Linked DNA regions of Macaca mulatta: region 2 is linked to region 1. A link is a contact called in public Hi-C data. All regions are on one chromosome and are shown on one strand. The core of a region is the stretch at or near the end of the contact, and the rest is flanking DNA. Distances in the headings are between cores, read along the strand shown.

Region 1 (2,700 bases), core at 111-2,610:
TAAGGGACCTAGTTCTAATAAGGGAGCCTACCCTACTTGGAGAGACTGTGAGAAAAGGCTTCCCCGAGGAAAAGGCATTTAACACCTGACTGATGGATAGGAGTGACTCAGAAAAGAAGTCAGAGACCTAAGCCAGCCAATAAGACAAAGGGGGACGGTAGAGACAGGTTAGATTGGACATTTTATTGCAGCAGATAACACGTTTTCCAACCCGCAAAAATGTCCAATTTAGACTCCCATACGCAGGAATCAGAGGCTATGAACCAGCGCCTGAGATTTGGTAATAGGCTTCTACCGTGTTTTCTGGACTTTTTATCTTATTGGAAAATATCTTAAATTCTTGCATTTGAAACTCACAAGGTAAAAAGAACATCCTTCCCTCTTTCTAACATGGGGGCCAAAGTTTCTCTCCGAGGTCACAGCTGGTGGAAGGGAAGACTACTTTTGGAAAGATGGAACCTGGCTTGCCACCTTGTCCTCCCGCTATCCCTATTATTCTCCCGCAACCTCCGGATGACTTTTCTACTTCTGATCTTGGAGTATGAACAAGTCACGCGTCCGTCACTACTTGATGGGATCTTAAAGGCATCAGGAAGGGGAGGCGCCGCAGCCAGCAACACCTGTTAGTTCAGGATGCAGGTGTGAGGCAGGCTGGGGGCGCGCGGCCGGAAGGGGCACAGGAACTGCAGACCCCGCGCACCTGGAGACTCATCCGCTGCATCCGCATACCCACAGCCCACAGCCCACGCCCCCCGCCCCCCGGCCCCCGCTCCCGCTCACCCTTCTCCTTGGTTACAATGGAGATGAGCGGCACCCGCGGGCGGTCGCTGAAGACCTCGGCCTGCTGCACCAGCGCCTCGCGCACGCTGTGGAAGTCGCTGAGGACCACCACCAGGTAGTGGCCGATAAAGAAGCTGAAGATGCTGCCGTACACACGGGCTAGGTGAGCCAGGAGCACCTGCGGGCCGACGACCGAGGGATCAATCCCTGCGGCCCTGGTCCTGCTGCTCAGCCAGCTCCGCCGCCGGAGGAAGGGAGGCAGCAGCACGTGACCGAAGTTGCCCACCAGGGGCCAGGGCGTGGGCCCGGGCGGGATGCCCCGCGCCCGGCGACGCCGCAGCCAGCTCCAGCCCAGCACCGCTACGAGGCCGCACAACAGCAGCGCGTCCCCACTCGGGTCCATCCGCAGCAGCCCCAGAGGCGCACGCAGGAGGCGCGCGGGCCAGGGCGGGTCCTCGGCGGGGGGCTGCGGCGGCCCCGGAGAGGACATGGTCGGGGCGCTGGCGGCCTCGGGTTCCCCTTGCTGCCTGGAGGAGACGCGCACGCAGCTGCCTGCCCCGCGGCGTCAGTGTCTTGCTGTGCCCTGGAAGGTCGGGGGCGGGCAGGGGCCGTAGAAGCGCGCCCGGATTGGCTGTGCCGCGCGCATTCTCCCCGCCGCCTCCATTCAGTGACGCCGGGGCGGAACCTGGAGACGCGCGGGCTGCCTGGCGGAGGGGGTTGGCGGGCGAGCGGGTGCGGAACCTGAAGTTTGCCCCGAAGTCCCGTTACGCCCCTTTGTTGGGTCGGGTCTGGTGGTGACTGTCCCTGAAACTGGGATGCTGGCAACACAACCTTGCGCTCTGATTGGCTCTTGGATTCGCTTGTGTCATTCGTTTGTGATTATCACTCGTTTGTCAGTTGACAAACGCAAACGCGTAGTTACGAAGTGCAGAAACCGTGCTAGGATCTGTGCTGAGTGCGGGAAACTGGTGAGCAGGCCAGTGAGATAGCTCGGCCTTAGCACCTATACCCTGAGCTGGGAGAATGGGGTCAACGCCATATTCCCGCAGGTTTCGGTGTAGTTCTTTATCCAAACCGGGATTCGCAGCACCCTTTTCTCCACGCAGAGGCAGCAGGATGCTGGGAAGCCATGGAATGCAGAATCTGTGGGTGTCGGCTCGGCAGCCGACGCTGCGGAAGGGATGATGGCGGGAGTGGGGGAAGCGAGGGGTGGGCAGCGAGGCAGGAGTCACGTTCTGAGAACTTGCCCTGGGCTAGAAAACTTCTATGCGGAGAGCGAAAGCTGTGTCCATTCCTGCGTGTGGCCTGGGTGCAGCAGAAAATGTACTTAAATCCAGAAATAGCGAAACCAGAATTTGCTTGGGGGATTTAAGTAGCCAGAAATATAAAAAGAAAACCGGTTGAGGGAAGGGTGGCAATATTATTGGTGTTAGACAACACTTGAAAGGCTAAGGTTGAAATATTGGATATGAATTGTATAATACTTTAAAAACAAAGTCTTACTTTATTTAATCTTCCCAGATAATGGCTTTCCTGATAAGGGCTTCCCTTTCTGTCTTGTTTAGGCCAAATCCTGTAGTTTCTGTTCAAGTTGGGTTGAGCATAGAACTGTCTGTACTGGGCCATTTTTCTAGCCTTTTCATTTTTCTCCATACATGAAAAGTTTGAACACCATGCTGTACCTATAAAAATGTGACCAAATAAAGCATAGTGAATCCTCTAAATAAATACATGATTCATTTTATTTTTCTATAAACAAGTGATGCCAGTAGGATGTTAAATTTCAAGTCCACTCTGTTCTCATATTCTTTTTGACAAGCTTTTCATGTTATTTTAAGCTTATGCACCCCAAACAAAAAAAACCTCCACACCTCTCATCTTCTATAATTAACCACTACTTGTGAGATTACTTTTCTCAGT
Region 2 (2,700 bases), core at 3-2,502, 58 kb before region 1:
ACGGGTAAGAGACTTGTTCCGGCTGGGCTCAGAGGCTAACGCCTGTGATCCCAGCACTTCAGGAGGCCAGGCGGGCAAATCACCTGAGGTCAGGGCTTCGAGATCAGCCTGACCCACCAGGTTAAACCCTGTCTCTACTAAAAATATAAAATTAGCCGGGCGGGGCGCCTGTAATCCCAGCTACTAGGGAGGCTGAGGCAGAGAATCGCTTGAACCCGGGAGGCGGAGGTGGCAGTGAGCCGAGATCGCGCCACTGCACTCCAGCCTGGGTTAAAGAGTGAGACTCCACTCAAACACAAAAAAAAAAAAAAAAAAAAAGAAAAAAAAAAAAGAGAGAGAGAGACTTATTCTGCTGCAGAGCCAAAATCGCAAGCTCAGAACTCTGCACAGCCGGCACTGTTTCAAAGGTCAAAACCAGGACCTCAGCAATCTTCCATTAGATGACTTTACCAAGTGTTACAAAAGTCATCACTATTACTAGTCTTTACAACCCAGGAAGCGAAGGAAAGACCGGGGAGAACCGGGAGGCCGTTTAGGAGAGAAAACTACTTTGACAAAGACTGCACAATTACAGAATAAAAATCAAAAATAACTGATAAAATAAAATTAAAACTGATCGATCGCAGTTCACGTCTTTGGCAGCAAACTCCCGTTTGAGCCGAGCAGGAGCAAACGCGTTATGCCTGAACCTTGTGCACATATAATTCTTCTCTCGCACGGCCCGGTTCCAAAATGCATTCACCGCCACTCTCCGCGGAACCTTCAGCGGGCTCTGGGAGCGGCCAGAATTTTCCAAACGAGGAAACTAAGGATCGGCCCAGAACCCTGAATTTTGAGGGGAGTGAGACTTGGGCCCTCACAGGCCCAGAAGCGAGGTATTTCAACTACACCGGGGAGGGGCGGGGTGAAAACTCCCGGGTGTCGGGCTGGCGCAGGCCCCTCGCGGCCGGTCGCGCCAGCGCTTCCACCTCAGGGTGGGCGGCCATGCGCGTGGGCACGCTGCAGAGAGGGCCGCTCACCTGGGCGATGCCGGCGCCCATCAGCCCGCCGCCGATGACCGTCACGTGCTTGACGATTATCTTCTTGGCCGAGGCCGAGGCGGTGGACGAGGAGGACATGGAACGCATGAACTGCCTGGTGACAAAGGCCATGGTGTGGCAGCGGGGGCGACAGCGACGAGACGCGGGCGGAGAAGATGCGCCTGGCGGGTAGCAGCGGAAAGCCAGCCTTTGGGGGTGGGGACCTACGCGGCCCTGCCTCCCGAGCTCCCCTGGCGTCACCGTGACGTCACCAGGCAGCGGGGCGGGGCCTTGAGGCCCGCTCCTCCCATTGGCCTGGGCCGTAAAGTCCCAGCGCTGAGCGGGTATACGTGCGCGGGCTCGTCATGTCAGCAGCCGCAGGCCCGAGTGAGTCCGGGCTTGAGACCTGCTGAGCAGCGGGACCTGGCGCCTGGCGTTCTGGTGTGGGACCGAGAACAGACCCTTCTTCTGAAAAGTCACTGGCCCCTTGTTCAATGAAGTGAGTCGTGCTGACTTTGTAAATGCTATCCTTTGATGACGTGTGCATATCTAGGCTCTGAAGAAATATGTGCTGCTTGGCTGTGTTGGTAACGGACCCAAAATGTGCACCCTTGGTTGATGTCACCAAATAATCAACTCGGGATTATTTTAATCCCGTGAACAGTGATTGTTTCCCCTAAAAAGGAAAGAAATTTAGACTGCAAACACCCAAAACAAATGTCTAGTGACCCATGAGTTCCAATGCAAAAATCAGGCTCAGGGAAGGTAAAGGGAGAGTTGACTTTTAGTTACCCATCTTGACATTGGACGTCTATCAGTGTAGTGAACATGTGGACGGTTTAAGGTCATAGAGCAACCTTTGTGGAATAACCAATACTTTTAGAAAGCATAAGAAAGAAATGTCTTGTCAAATAATGGAAGACTTGATAGCAACTTGGCCAGTCTTCTCACTCAGGTGAATACTTTCTAATTACTGTAACTTAATGATATAGGATTTTTATTAATTTATTTGCTTTATGTTTAAATATTGTTAACAAGAAAAACTTTAAGCAAATTAAGTTTAGCAGAGTTTATCTGAGCGAAGAAACCATGAATCAGGTAGTACCCTGAATCAGTAAAGATTCAGAGAGCTCCAGCCGGTAACAGTGGGCAAGCAGCGTTTATAGACAGATTTTTTTGCAGCCTGTAACGGGCTAAAAGCTCCGCTGCTGTGATTGGCCAAGACTTGGCCACTTGTTAGAAGAACATACTCTCAAGTTACATTGCAGTGTATTTACATATTAAGTATGATTATACTTTGCTAGGTAGGGAGGCAACTTTAGGCCAAATTTAATTTAATAACAGTTTCCTGCTTTGGTTCAGCCTCTCATTTTTAAGAGATTGACCAGAACCTTGTTTTGTCTCAGTATGGAAGTCACAATGTCAAATTAGTTGAGTGATTATACTTTCTTCATGTTGTTATTCTAACTGTAATAACACCATTTGGTGTACAAAGGATGGCTGCATAGAGACATTTAAGACTCTTGAGGGGAAACAACACATCAGGGAGACTGTTATGGCCACGAGGAGGAGAATAGCAATAAACTGAGGTACACACCTTAACAGGAGTGCCCGCAAACTGATCGAAATCAAACAATTCAAAGTTCAGGCAATAAAGATAGTTCAAAGTATTTGAGTCCAG

What was found. A called contact is a pair of places that touch in the nucleus more often than the background predicts.
Region 2: a Hi-C map of fetal cortex germinal zone shows a contact between it and region 1, with 1.7 times the contacts expected there. The contact joins the promoter of HADH here to the promoter of CYP2U1 in region 1. A contact is called at or near these places in 2 of 14 Hi-C or Micro-C datasets (fetal cortex germinal zone and liver).

Annotation. Positions count from the first base shown.
Region 1 is chr5:117,245,229-117,247,928 of T2T-MMU8v2.0, reverse strand. CYP2U1 (cytochrome P450 family 2 subfamily U member 1) reads right to left here and starts at 1,360. Exons shown (of 6, transcript XR_001444917.3): 1 at 781-1,360. The region is part of intron 1 of LOC114678375 (a long non-coding RNA gene); the gene reads left to right.
Region 2 is chr5:117,302,631-117,305,330 of T2T-MMU8v2.0, reverse strand. It overlaps HADH (hydroxyacyl-CoA dehydrogenase), which reads right to left and starts at 1,252. Exons shown (of 8, transcript NM_001261209.1): 1 at 1,020-1,252. The coding sequence starts at 1,151. LOC114678375 (a long non-coding RNA gene) reads left to right here and starts at 1,353. Exons shown (of 2, transcript XR_013417263.1): 1 at 1,353-1,518.